Regions from separate parts of the Mus musculus genome. Here region 1 is linked to region 2. The links are chromatin contacts, called in public Hi-C maps. All regions are on one chromosome and are shown on one strand. The core of a region is the stretch at or near the end of the contact, and the rest is flanking DNA. Distances in the headings are between cores, read along the strand shown. Region 1 overlaps Camkmt (calmodulin-lysine N-methyltransferase). Region 2 has its middle 63 kb from the start of Gm46582.

What was found. Hi-C and Micro-C count contacts between places; a contact is called where the count stands out from the background.
Region 1: a contact with region 2 is called in a Hi-C map of pancreatic cancer cells, with 2.6 times the contacts expected there. The contact joins two enhancer-like sites. A contact is called at or near these places in 1 of 15 datasets of contacts at CTCF or cohesin (the NIH/3T3 cell line), 1 of 484 Hi-C or Micro-C datasets (pancreatic cancer cells), 5 of 115 datasets of contacts at active chromatin or transcription factors (embryonic basal ganglia and embryonic stem cells) and 1 of 9 other capture datasets (embryonic stem cells).

The regions. Positions count from the first base shown.
Region 1 is chr17:85,161,916-85,168,994 of GRCm38.p6, reverse strand. The region is part of intron 3 of Camkmt (calmodulin-lysine N-methyltransferase); the gene reads right to left. It overlaps Gm36826 (a long non-coding RNA gene), which reads right to left. Exons shown (of 3, transcript XR_877067.3): 3 at 5,034-6,957. Among named protein-coding and RNA genes, the nearest start is that of Gm36826, 7.4 kb to the right of the region's middle. Within about 2 kb of position 5,799, at least 39 of the 459 cell types and tissues checked have an H3K27ac peak or open chromatin away from gene starts, as enhancers often do. A contact at or near this core is called in pancreatic cancer cells, where this site is marked.
Region 2 is chr17:84,876,273-84,883,152 of GRCm38.p6, reverse strand. No RefSeq gene overlaps it. Among named protein-coding and RNA genes, the nearest start is that of Gm46582, 63 kb to the right of the region's middle. Within about 2 kb of position 5,067, at least 146 of the 459 cell types and tissues checked have an H3K27ac peak or open chromatin away from gene starts, as enhancers often do. A contact at or near this core is called in pancreatic cancer cells, where this site is marked.

The DNA.
Region 1 (7,079 bases), core at 4,550-7,049, 290 kb before region 2:
CCATGCTGGAATTCCGGCTAGCTTTCTTAGGCAGTCCTGCTGCAGGATGCAACCAGAGCCACTGTGAGCTCATGAGCTGCAACTGCTGTGCCACAAAAGCCATTCCTTCATCTCTTGTCCCCTCTCCATCCCTTCTTCAGCAATATCCCCTTAGTCATGGGTAAGGGGTGTAGTGGTTTGAACATGCTTGGCCCATGGGAAATGGCACTAATAGGAGGTTGGCCTTCTTGGAGAAAGTGTGTCAGTCACTGTGTAGGCGGGCTTCAAGGGCCCCTCGTGCTCAAGCTCTGCCCAGTGCAGAAGAGCTGCCTGCAGCTGAGAGTCTCCTGCTGCTGCCTCTGGTTCCAAATGCAGACCTCTCAGCTCTCCCTGTACCATGTCTGCCACACACTGCCATGTTCCCACCATGATGACAATGGACTGAACCTCTGAAACTGTAAGCCATCCCCAATTAATGTTTTCTTTTATAAGAGTTGCCTTAGGGTGGGGGGGGGGGACTGGTTAGATGGCTCAGCAGTTAAGAGCGCCGACTGCTCTTCCATAGGTCCTGAGTTCAAATCCCAGCAAACACGTGGTGGCTCACAACCATCCATAACGAAATCTGATGTTCTCTTTTGGAGTGTCTGAAGACAGCTACAATGTGCTTACATATAATAAATAAATAAATAAATATTTAAAAAACATATTTAAAAGAGTTGCCTTGGTCATGGTGCCTCTTCACAGCAATTAAAGCCTAACTAAGATAGGGGGTAATCACAAAAGTTTTATAGTTTTATAAAAGAAAGCATGTTGTAAGAGTGATGGAGAATTCAAATTATTCCAACACTTTTTGTTTGTTTTGAGACAGGGTTTCTCTGTGAAGCCCTGGCTGTCCTGAAACTCACTCTGTAGACCAGGCTGGCCTTGAACTCAGAAATCCACCTGCCTCTGCCTCCCAGGTGCTGGGATTAAAGGCGTGTGCCACCATTGCCCAGGCCAACATTTTTTTTTAATTGGAGAAACCAATGAATGATGCTATCAACATAAACTAATTCTATTCTGCATCTTGAAGTTCACAGTAGCCAAAGCCATGTAATAGTGCTTTGCATACAACACCTGCGCCTGCCTGGGGAAACCATTACCATTAGTATTATGAAACTTATTTAAGGGAGACAATAGCAGGTCATGTTTAAAGATTCTCCTCGTGAGTCTTTAAGATAACTACAAGGTCTCCTAATATCTTGACTGTGAGCCCATTAGAAAGCCAAAGCCCCAAAACTGCACAACACAGTATGTATGAGTTAGTAATTCAAAATTGTGTGGAATGATACATGCTTATTGTTTTAAGACATTAGGTTTGTGATATTTTATCACACATCATCAGATAACTGATAGACTGTATCTAGAGACTTTCCCTAGTAACTAATTGATCAAAATGTGTCAACAAGGGCATCTAGAGCTACAAGAGTCTGGAGAATGTTTTCTTGCTGTAAATAAACCTTGAGTTCTGGTTCTTCTATTTAGGAAAAAACATTAGGAAGTGGCTGTTAGCTATGTGAGTACACCATTTCTATTTCAATTCAATTTTCCCCAGAAAGAAAAGAGGTCTTCAGTCAAGAAGAGAAAGTTAAACAATACAGAGAGCATGTAGCCCACAGTAAATAAGGAAACAACCTATGATCTAGTAGTTGCTCTAAGGGGGTTTGAATAGGGCAATTTGTATTCCTCCATGCCAGCTAAATTTGACATGTATCTATGGTCTCCTGTCAGTAATCACACTGAAAAATCCTGACAAGTAGAGAAAAAAGAAACAGGCATATGGAAATACTTTCTTGATATTTTAGAAAAAGGAAGCAAGTATATAAGAAACATGAATGATAACATCGTGATAACTCGGGGTGACAGATCACAAGCTGGTTGATACATATCTAGAAAATGAAGCACTGTTCACGAACAGACAAAGGGTGCCCGTTGAGAGCAGCGTGGGAAGCATCAGAAGGCTCCTTCTTGCCTTTACTCTTGGTCTTGAATTGTCAGTTTCTAGCAGTGACTTAAGGACATAAAGGGTATGCCTATCATGTGCTCATGTGACATGTCGGGAATGATACATATAATAACAGAATCAATGTTTAAACGATCTTGACAGCTTACAGTACTGTCACTCACACATCTAACAGTTCAAAGGAATCATTTCTGTCTCTACCAGAATGCCAAGTTCTTCAGGGCTGGACTTGATCTCATACTCCTTTAGAAATCTCTGCCAGTATCTGATGGAGCACTGGGAACACAGTCAGCATTTCACTAACAGTCAAAGAACTGAACGGAACCATATGAAGTGTACAGAAGTGCTGAGTAAATCTATCACCTATGCATCATACTATCCTTTAGCTCTGCCACCAGACCATATCACTTATTTACTTCCAAGAAGCTATAAGTGGCATTTTCTCGCGCATCACACTTCCTGAGCTAACACAGGCCCCGTGAAGACAGATAACAACACAAGTTTTAGAGGGTACTTGAAAGCCTTTGCACTTTTTATTTACGTATCTTGTTTCAATATCACGCCCAGTTCTATGACTTTAGACTGAGCCCAGTAGGCAGCGTACAGAGCCCCTACCATCCACACCAAGTGAGAACAGACGCACACCCCCTGGCAGAGCTGCACAGCGTTACATTTTCTTGTTACAGTTCGGTATCATTGCAGGAAGATAAACACACCCCACAGTCTAACTTAATAGACATGAAGAAGTCATACGCTATTGTTCAGCGTCCCAGCCAGCCACCGTGCGTGATCAACCTTTTTTCATTTCTGGCTTCATTATGAAGATGATGTCTTTCAACTGTGGTGACTAAGCCTGTGAAACTACAGAGCACGAAATGTATAGAACCTTTATGAGAATAATACTGAACAGCTTAAACGTAAAACCTGCAATTAAATTCCAAACCTAAGCACTTCACCCTCAGGAAAACGCTAAGCAGCTCCTCGGCAACACCCCTGATTTACACCCCCCCAAAGTCGGCAGGACTGTCGTATGCGCTCATGTGCAACACTGATGCAGGCGGGAACTTCTCAAGTACTGTCCGAGGAAAACACAGTTATATTTATCCACGCTTTTCAAAACTAACAAATTTCAACTTGGCATGCCAGGGACAGGAGCTTTTTCATTTTCAAAAAAGCCGTCTTCTGTCACATGAAAAGCCCCGAGAGTAAAATATTTCAGTGTAGCTCTGTGTTAACAATGGATGTGCCATCAGATTACCATACACGTGAATAAAGCACCAAATGATACGAACTTTTTTTTCCACACTTTAGATTTTGATGTGAAATGAGTCTAATTATTTATTCATAGCTTTTCCTCTAAGGAGTTCAAAGCACTATATTTTAAATCTTCAAACGCAGATTTCCTGAACTCTAACATCTACTGGAGGGGGACAGGAAAATGTGTGACAAGAAAAAAGATTAAATAGCACAAAAGAAAAGATGGGCCGGAAGGACCCAGCACGCTTCAAACATGAGGTGGGATGGAAGGACCCAAGCAGGCGTTGAACACGAGGCGGGATTTTTTTTTCATTCACTTATTCCTTCAGTCATCCAAGCATTTATTACAACCTCCCAGAAGAAGAGATTCACGCCAGATGTTAGCGATGTAAAAACCACCCCAGTTCCAGCAGACGGAGGCATGGCTGACATCAAGAATAACTGGGTGCCCCAAATGCTATAATACAAGGGGAGGAGGCTTCAGCAGGAAGGGAAGGTCTCAGTTATACTCTGAAGCTGGCAGAAGTTTGCCAGAGAATTCTGAGACAACCTGGAGACGGAGGCTGACATTGCGCTACGGTGCAAGGAAGCATCGAAAGCTTCGAGCTGGTCAAGGGGCGTGGGGAAGACACGGCTCCGAGGCCGTTTTGTGAAAAGACTTCATCAACCTTCATCAACATACAATAAGCAGATGTAAAATGATATGCATTTTATCTTGCTTCATATGCACATGTACATTTTGGTTTTATGTATGTAGTTTTACTTTACGCATGCATACAGAGAGAGAAAGAAAAAGACAGACAGAGGGACAGAGACAGAGACAGTGACAGAGCAAGCAAGCTCTATGGGGTATTCCATCTGATGTCTCTGAGCCTGATGAGCCCCTCTTTCCGTCTGGCCTCTGAGGATGTTGACAGGGCCGGTGGCAGGGCCCAGCCACACAGCTTTCTCCTCCCTGCATCTGTACAGTTCCTTCTCTTAGGTGGAAGCTCACTTAGGAAAAGTTAAACCACTGGGCCAGATTGATTTATCTCCCAAGCTGCTACCAGCATGCCCATTCACCAAGGGAGCAGATGTTTCTCTTAAGGACTACGGAGGGGCAGCCTCTTCTGCATCACTCCTGTGTTACCTGCACACAGTAGACACTGAAGGAAAGAAAAGGGAAAAAATGTAGCTTAAGTCTCAGAAATGCAGATGAAAGAGAATATTCTCTTGCTTTTATATTATTTCAAGTATAAAAGCTCCTGTGTCAAAATACTCAGAACACTGTGGCTCAAAATAGAAAAGATAGAACCCAATTATCAGACTGATTTGTAGTTCCAAGTCTTCAAATCACCTTCTACAGAAGCACTCACTAATTGATATCGACAGAGGGATACAGCAGAAAACTGAAACCTTCTTGTCTATAGATATATAGAGATGATACAGACACAGATGGTTAATTGATAGATAGATAGATAGATGTTAGATAGATAAAGCAATAGATAGGTAGATAGATAGATAGATAGATAGATATTAGATAAATAGATGTTTGATAGATGATATATAGATATAGATGGATAGATAGATACACAGATGCATAGATACATAGATAGGTGATAGATGATAGATACATAGATGATAGATATTTAGATGATAGATTATAAATAGATAAGATAGATGATAGATACATACATACATAGATACATAAATACATAGATATATAGATACATAGGTGATAGATACATAGATGATAGATTAAAAATAGATAAGACAGATAGATGATAGATACATAGATGATAGAGAGATGGATAGATAGATAGATAGATAGATAGATAGATAGATAGATAGATAGATAGATAAAAATAGATGATAGATACAGAGATATGGGGGAAGCAGGAGAAAAACTCAACAAATTAAAGGGTATTACTTATTCTGTATTGGGTTAAGAAATTATAACTGCTTTTTTTATACAGTTAAGCATGTATATTTGATGACTCCATAAAACACTATATTTAGCTGGGCAGTGGTGCTGCACACCTTTAATCCCAGCACTTGTGGGGACCACAGGCTGGTTGGATCTCTGAGTTCGAGGCCAACCTGGTTATACAGAGAAACCTTCAAGAAAGGAAAGAAAGAGAGAGAGAGAGAAAGAGAGAGAGAGAGAGGAAGGAAGGAGGATATTCTTGTCCTAGAACATGCTAGAATACAACACAATACCAAGTAAATTAAGATCCACGGCCTTGGCAACGAGAGCTACTCTCTCGATGAGAATGGTGAAGATTCAGGCCAGAGAGTCAGCACTCTGATCTTGTAGCTCACTCACAGTTTAGTCTGCATCTTCTCACCTACCAGCAATGATTGCAGCAGATTGTTAGTCATAGTTTAAAGGTCAAAGAGTTTTATAATCCTGAAAACTCATGATGTGGGCAAAGGATAACTATTTTCTAGCAAGTCAAATCAAAAGCCATGAAGAGCATGAAGACGTCTCAAACAGAAAAAGAGACTGGAATATAAATATGTACTGAGTCACAGGGAAAGTGTTCTGACATTTAAACAGACAGCAAGTGAGCAGGAAAAGTTACCAAGAAAGTGGAGCTGGGACAAAGACAGGGTAGGGCGTAACCTGGGTGGGGACAGGCACAGCACTGAATGCGCACATTCCTCTCTCAAGGTGTGGAATTCAGGCAGAAGGGCTGATGTAACACAAGCTATTTTGAGAAAAAGCAGAAATATCAATACAGCTATAAAGGGAGAATTCTGACCCCTCCAACTTAAAAGGAGTTCGTTGGAAAAATAATGCCATTTAAAAAAAAATGGTTAATGAGAAAAAACAAGGGACAAAGGTTTTGTGGCTTAAAATCAGCAACCATAGCACAGAATGGTGAGAGTGAGGGTACATCTGTGGAACATGAACGGGAATGCCTAGGATGGGCTGGCAAAGTTCAAGGCCATCCTAGACTATAAAGACAGTCTATCTCAAAAATCAACAAAGAAAGAAGAGGGAAGGGGAGGGGACAGAAAGGGAGGGGAGGGCAGCGAGGGGAAGGGAATGAATGCGCTACTTAAGAGACTGTGACACACAACTTCAGTCTCAGTTACTCAGGAGACCAGAGGCTGAGGGATCACTTGACTCCAGGAACTTCCGGTTAGACAAACATGGTAAAAGGATAAAGTAAGTGTGCTCTGTTCCTAAGCCCCTTTCTGATGGAGATGACCTCTGCCCTGTGACCCTAAAGGAACTGACCTAAAAAGAAAGTCCCAGAGGTCAGCAAAACTAGAAACAAGGAGGCATAGCTCTCTGAGTCCTACTCAATTACCTCATAACTGCATCGCCTGACCGTGCGAGAGCGGGAAAGGTAGGAAACAAGGAGGCATAGCTCTCTGAGTCCTACTCAATTACCTCATAACTGCATCGCCTGACCGTGGGAGAGCGGGAAAGGTAGGAAACAAGGAGGCATAGCTCTCTGAGTCCTACTCAATTACCTCATAACTGCATCGCCTGACCGTGGGAGAGCGGGAAAGGTAGGAAACAAGGAGGCATAGCTCTCTGAGTCCTACTCAATTACCTCATAACTGCATCGCCTGACCGTGGGAGAGCGGGAAAGGTAGTTTAAGTAGGCCGTTCGTTCGTTTGTTCGTTCGTTCGTTCGTTCGTTCATTCTTCAGGGTTGCACATCGCATGCTGAGCTACACATACACAGTCAGCATTTGTGCATTTCCACCTGTCAGTCATTTTCCTAGCGTAACAAGATGCAGACAATGATGAATGAGCTTGAAAATTCCAAATGGGAGTCTATTCTTGAAAAGTTTTTAAATTATTGCTACATAAATGCTGTAAAATAAATGTTAAAATGTTTCA
Region 2 (6,880 bases), core at 3,818-6,317:
AGAGAAAAAACGAAACCCCGTCCCTCTTAAGGAGCATTCTCCTTCGCCTCGGACGTGTCACTCCCTGATTGGCTGCAGCCCATCGGCCGAGTTGACGTCACGGGGAAGGCAGAGCACAAGTAGTCATAAGATACCCTTGGCACATGCGCAGATTATTTGTTTACCACTTAGAACACAGCTGTCAGCGCCATCTTGTAACGGCGAATGTGGGCGCGGCTCCCAACAGACAATGAAAGGAAAATTTTAATTCTCTGGCATCTTTGATACCGATGAGAATATTCCCATGGAGATTTAGGGAAGCAATCCAAGAGACATGACACGTGCAGGGGGAGCCTTTGGGAGGGAATCAGAGAAAGTTACTGTTGTCTTTTGTTTGTTTGTTTCATGTGTGTTTACTTACTTGCTTAGTAGTTTAGTGTTGGGGATTATGAGTAAGGCCACTACTTGTGAGGTGAGTGTTTTACCATGGAGTTACAGCCCCGTCTTTACTGTGAGCTCCAACACAGCTATATTTGTTCTATTCCTCTGTCAGACATCTATTCTATGTGTGGTGGTTTGATTAGGTTTGGCCCCCATAGATTCATGTGTTTGAATGCTTGGCCATAGGGAATGGCACTATTAGAACGAATGGTCTTATTAGAGAAGATGTGGCCTTGATAGAGGAAGTGTGTCACTGTGCTGGTGGGCTTTGAAGTCTCCTACGCTTAATCTATGCCCAGTGTGGCACACAGTTTTCCTCGTGACTTTTGGATCAAAGATGTAGAGTTCTTGGGTCCTCCAGTGCCATGTTAGCCTGGAAGATGCCATACTTCCCACCATGATGCTAATGGAATAAACCTCTGAAACTGTAAACCAGCCCCAAATACATGTTGTCCTGTATGAGAGTTGCTGTTGTCATGGTGTCTCTTCACAGCAATAAAAGCCAAACTAAGACCTATGTTCCCTCAAAGAGCTGTCTAGTTCAAGATGAAGACAAGAGGTCTCGTTAGACCCCTTTCCTCCCGTGCTTTCAGCCTTTCTCTCCTGGACCAGCAAGCGGTGACAATCTGCCCCAGCACACACTGTCTGACTTTCCAAAGCTCCCTGGCTATGCGTGATTCATCTACCTCTTCACCTTCAAGGGCTAAAATGTTTATGTCAGATCTCCCTTAACATTAGAGCCCTTAATACAAGCTAGAGACTGCATTATCTCTCCCTAGAAGGAGACACAAACAAGAAAATATTTGCCAGAGGCTAAGTAACTGTCCAGGCCCACACAGCCCATACAATTAGTCCTTCTGAGTGCTGGGAAGTGGAAGAATTGGGGCTTGGATGCAGGTGGCAAAATTGTAGAGCCCACCCCTTTCATCTCTGCACGTTCTGCTTCCTTCATATAAATCTGCTTGAAAGAGGCAAAAGCTCTGTTAACGGGTAGACTCGCCAGCGTAGGTTCTCAGCCTTCCTAATGCTGTGACCCTTTAACACAATTCTTCATGTTGTGATGACCCCCTCATCCTAACCGTAACGTTACCTTTGCTGCTACTCCATAACTGTACTTTTGCTACTGTTATGAACCTTAATGTAGATATCTATGTTTTCTGATGGTTTTAGAGGACCCCTGGGAAAGGGTCATTTGATCCCCACCCCCAAAGAGTTCGAGACCCCCCTATGTTGAGAACTGTTGCACTAGTGGCTTGTCTTGGTCTAAGACACGCCAAGTTTAGGGGATAGCCTCATTCTGCAGTGACTCACATATGCAGCAACTGTCCCAAAGTCCTTCAAATGAGAGGTCACCTTGATCCACCTGTGACTAGCCCCGTTCCCACAAGGAATGCCTCTAAACTCCTTCTTTGCTATTTATACTAAGCCAGAGCTGGGCAGGAAACAGATGGGACACTCAAATTGGGTAATTTGAAGAGAGTTGTATAAAGAGGCCATTTACAAAGGTGTGGGCAGGATGTGGGGAAACTACAGCTACTTGACCACCCCAGGCCTGCAGGAGAGAGGGGAGATGCGGTCATCACAACCTACAGAGTGTGTCCTGCATGTCTAGGGCCACCTCACAGCAGCTGTGACCACAAGCCACAGAGGCAGCCTTAGGCTGTGACACCTCAGTTCTGCGTGTGACCTTTTCTGTTTACCCAGGATTCCCTCCTGAGCACATTTGTTTGTAACTCTTGTAGCTTGCACCATATTCACAATACAGCTGAAGATATTCTTGATCTCTTGGTCCCCCTGCCTCCACGTAACAAGTGCTGGGACTGCAGCTGTCATATGCCAATCATACCTGACAACCTGGACTCAAGAGCCTGTCTCTTAGGTGCTATGCTATTCTGGAGAAATTAATTAACCTCGCCACTCCATGTGGCTACTGGGAACTGAACCTGGGTCTCTTGCAACAGCAACTAGTGCTTTTAACTGCTGAGCCATCTCTCCAGCCTGCTGGATTTTTATCTTACAGTAAAAACACAGAGCATATGGTACTGAAAAATGCTATGTCCTTTCTTTTCTTCCTTCCTTTCTGTCTCTTTCAGGTAAATGTTTGGGGCTAGGGCCCTATACTCTCTACACACAACCATATGTGCTCAACAAATATTGCTTGCCTGGTGGCTAAAGGTCTTTTGCCTCAAAACTGGTCAAGAATTCCCACTTATCATTGGAGACTGTAACTGTCCCATGGCTTTAAAAGTTCTTGCTGTGCTGTGGACGTTGCTCATGATGGCAGACATTCCTTATGACTGCAAACCACATTACTAGAGTGACTGCTGTGTGCTTTATGACGCTGAACATTTGGCTCATGTTGTTATTTGTGTTCATCTGTTATTAACAATTAAAAAGCTTTCCTTTCAAAGTCAGGGCCTTGCACTAGCTAAGCCTATATACTCTGCCACAGAGTGCCAACAAAACATTTTTTTCAAACGCATTTTTAAATGTCAAGTACCCATAAAAAAAGTTTTCACGGTTGACGCTCTCTCCATTTGCCCTTCCCAGTGCTTAGGAGGAGCCTGAGTCGAAGCCAGACTCTTGCCAGCAAGCCTTAGAGAAAGTGATGCTCACTGGTGGGAAGGGGACCCATGCCTCCCCTTCTTGCTAGTCAGAGAAGTAGAAACTCCAACGGAGTCTAAATGCTGCTTTGAACCCACACCTAGAATGTGCAGAAGCTGCCCCAGGCTCTTAGCATTTCTGGCAGAGTCAGTGGCCCTTGCTGACCAGCTCGAGCAAGAAGCGCCTCTCTTCTCTCAACTTCCCTTGACGCTCCAGAGAACCCTCCAGAGAACCGATAGGGCTCTGTTGTTCCCAGGGCCGGTCCCCAAACCACCGTTTGGTTGGTTGGTTGATCGGTCAGTTGGTTTGTTGTTGTTTTCTGAGACTGGTTTCTCTTTGTGGTCCTGGTTGTTCTGGAACTCTGCCCTGTAGACCAGGCTGGCCTCGAACTCACAGAGACCCGCCTGAGTGTGTCTCTGCCTGGTTCAAACCCTAACCCTAACTCCTAATCACTTGGAGGCAGACACAAAAGCAAAATGGAGGTGAACGGTTTTCCAAGCCCCACAGTCCACCCTTCTGTTGTGCTGGGTCTCTCAACCCCTCATTCGTTTTATGCATGAAGGGGGGGGGGGGGAAGGAGCAAAAAAATACTCCACGTCTATAAATCCTTATAGGCTCAAAGTTCCAAGGTGGCAGGAACTGGATCTCTCCTCTTTTTACAAGCTGTACTGTGGGCCAAAGAGTTGAGTCAGATTCGGAGCTCAATAAATGGGCGTGGCAACTGAATTGCGTATCCCTTCTCTTCCGGCCTGCAGGAAAGCCACCCATCATCCCTTCAGGGTGGTGTGATCACTCCAGTGGACTGCAGACTGCGCCAGGCAGGGACTTTGGACTCTCTGGGAGGTGGTTTTGTGTGGTCATAGCAGCAGCTTGTCAAAGGACGAAGCAGAGGAGGGACGGGAACTTTTTAAAAACCCAAAGGCTCGTTATTTTTAACACCCCAGAGCTTTCTCTTTTCAGATTAAGCGGCTTCTGCACTCTTGCAAAGGATTGCACAGCTGAGGAATTCGTATTTACGTTTTAAATACTAATGGCTATTACTGTTTTAAGACAGGGTCTCATCTAGCCCAGGCTGATCTGTAACTCACTATATAATAGAAATTGACCTTGACTTCTGAATCTTCAGCCTCCAACTCAGGACGCTGGAATTTCAGGTATGCACTACCATGTTTGACTATTATTATTGTTTCTACATAAAGGACTGAACCTAGGACCCCAGGCTTAGAACTATATCCCATTTCCACCTCCCGCCCCACCAACCCCCTACTCATTCTGTGGACAATGCTCAATGCTAACCTCAGACTCACAGAGATTGGCCTGCCTCTGCAAGGATTAAAGGTGTGCCCCGACACCTCCTGTCTCTGCCTCATTTTTTAAACTTTTCATTTTGAGACAGTCTTGCTAAGTTGAGCAGGCCAGTTTTGAACTCTCTTTTTTGCCCATATAAACTTTGATTTTCCGATCTGGCTTTAGCCTCCGGCGTGGCTGGGATTACAGGTCGGTACACAGTGCCCAGCATTTGAGAGATTTGTTTCTTTTGCTTCTTTAACAGTCACAGACAAACTCACTGAAGGTAAAGGATGGGTGGAGGCTCCTGGGTGTGGCCAGCAAGGGCCTCCTGACACCCAAACTCCAGGGTGTCTCCTAGGGAATCAGACACAGCTAGACTAAATTAGCTCCTTTCCTTTTCCCTCCAAATTTAAAAACCTAAATGCTTTCTTGCTGAATAATATATAAATAAAGGGAAGACAAGCAAAAAGATGCCTGAGCCTCTGAGAAGGGTCGCCACTGTAATATGTAGTTTTTCATCTCTCTTCAGTTAAGGTCACTCACATTTCGGCTCCAAAATGAAAATAACCACAAATGGCCACAGCACAGACCCATGTACAATTTTCTCCATCTTCTAAAAATGAAATTACAAATGTTTGCAACTAAGTACTTCCCGCCGCAAAGTTTCTTTATCAAAAAGGACACCATATTTGTCCCAATGCCTATGTGAAGGGCCTTCGGCCAAACGAATGGGAAATCATTGGCCTGATTAACATCCTGTGATCTTAGATCTAAAAATGACCCGGAACCGGGTAAACAAGATGACGTCAGTGTGCTGGGCAGGCAGCGGTTCTCTACTGCCACCTGGAGGGCAGTGTGGTCAATGCCACACGAATTGTTTGCTAGTTTAAAAAATAAAAACGTTTGGACTAAAATGTGTGTGGGAACAGGGTCTTCATAGAGGGACAATCTTGATAAAATAAATAAATAAATAAATAAATAAATAAATAAATAAATAAATAAATAAATAAATAAATAATCAGGCTCTACATGGAGCTAGCGGTCTGGCTTGGCTCATGACAAAGGCCACCTGATTTTCCGTGCAGCTTCAGGCTTCCTTGGGACTTTGGCGTGGGAGGGAGTATCATGGTTCTAATTTATTTTCTTGTCAGGCTAATGTGAGAGAGAGGCTGCCCAGCTTTCTGCATTACACAACCGGCATGCTGGGAGATGCCCCAGAAATGTGCTGGGGTTGAGAAAAGGTCAGAAACTCGTCACTATTTCCCTTAGAAGACCGTCCACGAAAAGAAGATGAAGGGTGAATTTTAACGTAATAAAAACAAAAGCAAGACTGGCTTACTTTCAGATGAGTCCATTTGCTCGGAATGTTTACCAACCACCTCAGAATCTCAGCGGCTGAGGACAACATCTATGCTTTCCTTGCTAGTGGGCATGAAAGTCTGCCATGCCCTGACCAGGCAAGCAGGACTCCAAGCTCAAGGTCCCACACAGGCTGACTCTGCGTGGTTCCGTTCTTGCAAAGGAGCCAGAAAGAAAGTTTGTCCTATCTCTGAGGGTTCAGTGTTCAAGGCCCAGGTCAACCCAGGCAAAATCAGAAGATGCTCTTAGCCTCAGATCATCTAATGTGTGGGGCGGGGGAGATACACACAGTCTCCTATTGACGAAGCCCTGTGAAGTTCCATGGCCAAGTATGGCTGTGCGTAGTTCTGCAGAGAGGGAGGAAGGGATTGCAGATAACTGTGTGTGTTGTTAAAATAGTAAACATAGCATTATGAAAGCCTTTATACTTGCTTCCCTCTCCCCCTTCCTTCCTTCTTTCCAGCCTTCCTTTTGTTTTTGAGACAGTTTTACTCTGTTGGCCTGGTCTAACCTGGAAATCATTATGTAACCCAGGTTGGCCTTGAACACCTATCTCAGTCTCTCTACTGAGGATTGGAATTGCAGGCCCCAGTGACCACACTCAGCTCTTTTACTTTCTTTTCTTTCTTAGTTTCTTTTTTTTTTTTTTTAACTTTCATTTTTTTCAAAGAAGAACTTTAAGCCAGGCAGGATAGCACAATCTGACCACTTAGGCTAGCCTGAGCAACATGGTAAGCCCCTCTTCCAGAGTGAAACAAATTGCACTGGCAATGTCAGTTGTGGCAGACCATGGGCGTGGCATGCTCTGGTCCCCAAGTTCCTTCCCCGGCACCCCAAAGAAGCAACTTTAATCCCCACGGTGTAAACCGATTTCCTTCCAGGCGTGAATGGTTTGAGTGATAGCATCCTTACATCGCTGTATTCGTGGATTCACAGACGCAGATTTGTCGGCATCTAACCTGTGCCCCTGACCTCAGAGGCTTATTACAATGGGACACAATGTGTATTCAAACCAAGTCCCATGGAGGATTGTCATGGAGGATCAGGGCTAAGTTAACAGAGGAGCCACCATCTGTGACTGTTCCATCTGGATCTCATAGATAGCATGAGAGTGAAGGGCTTCGTGGATGGAACAGCTCAGAAGGGACCAGTGTCCCTCTTCTCACGGCCCTTCCTTCACAGGTGGGGGATGACTCACAAACTGTGA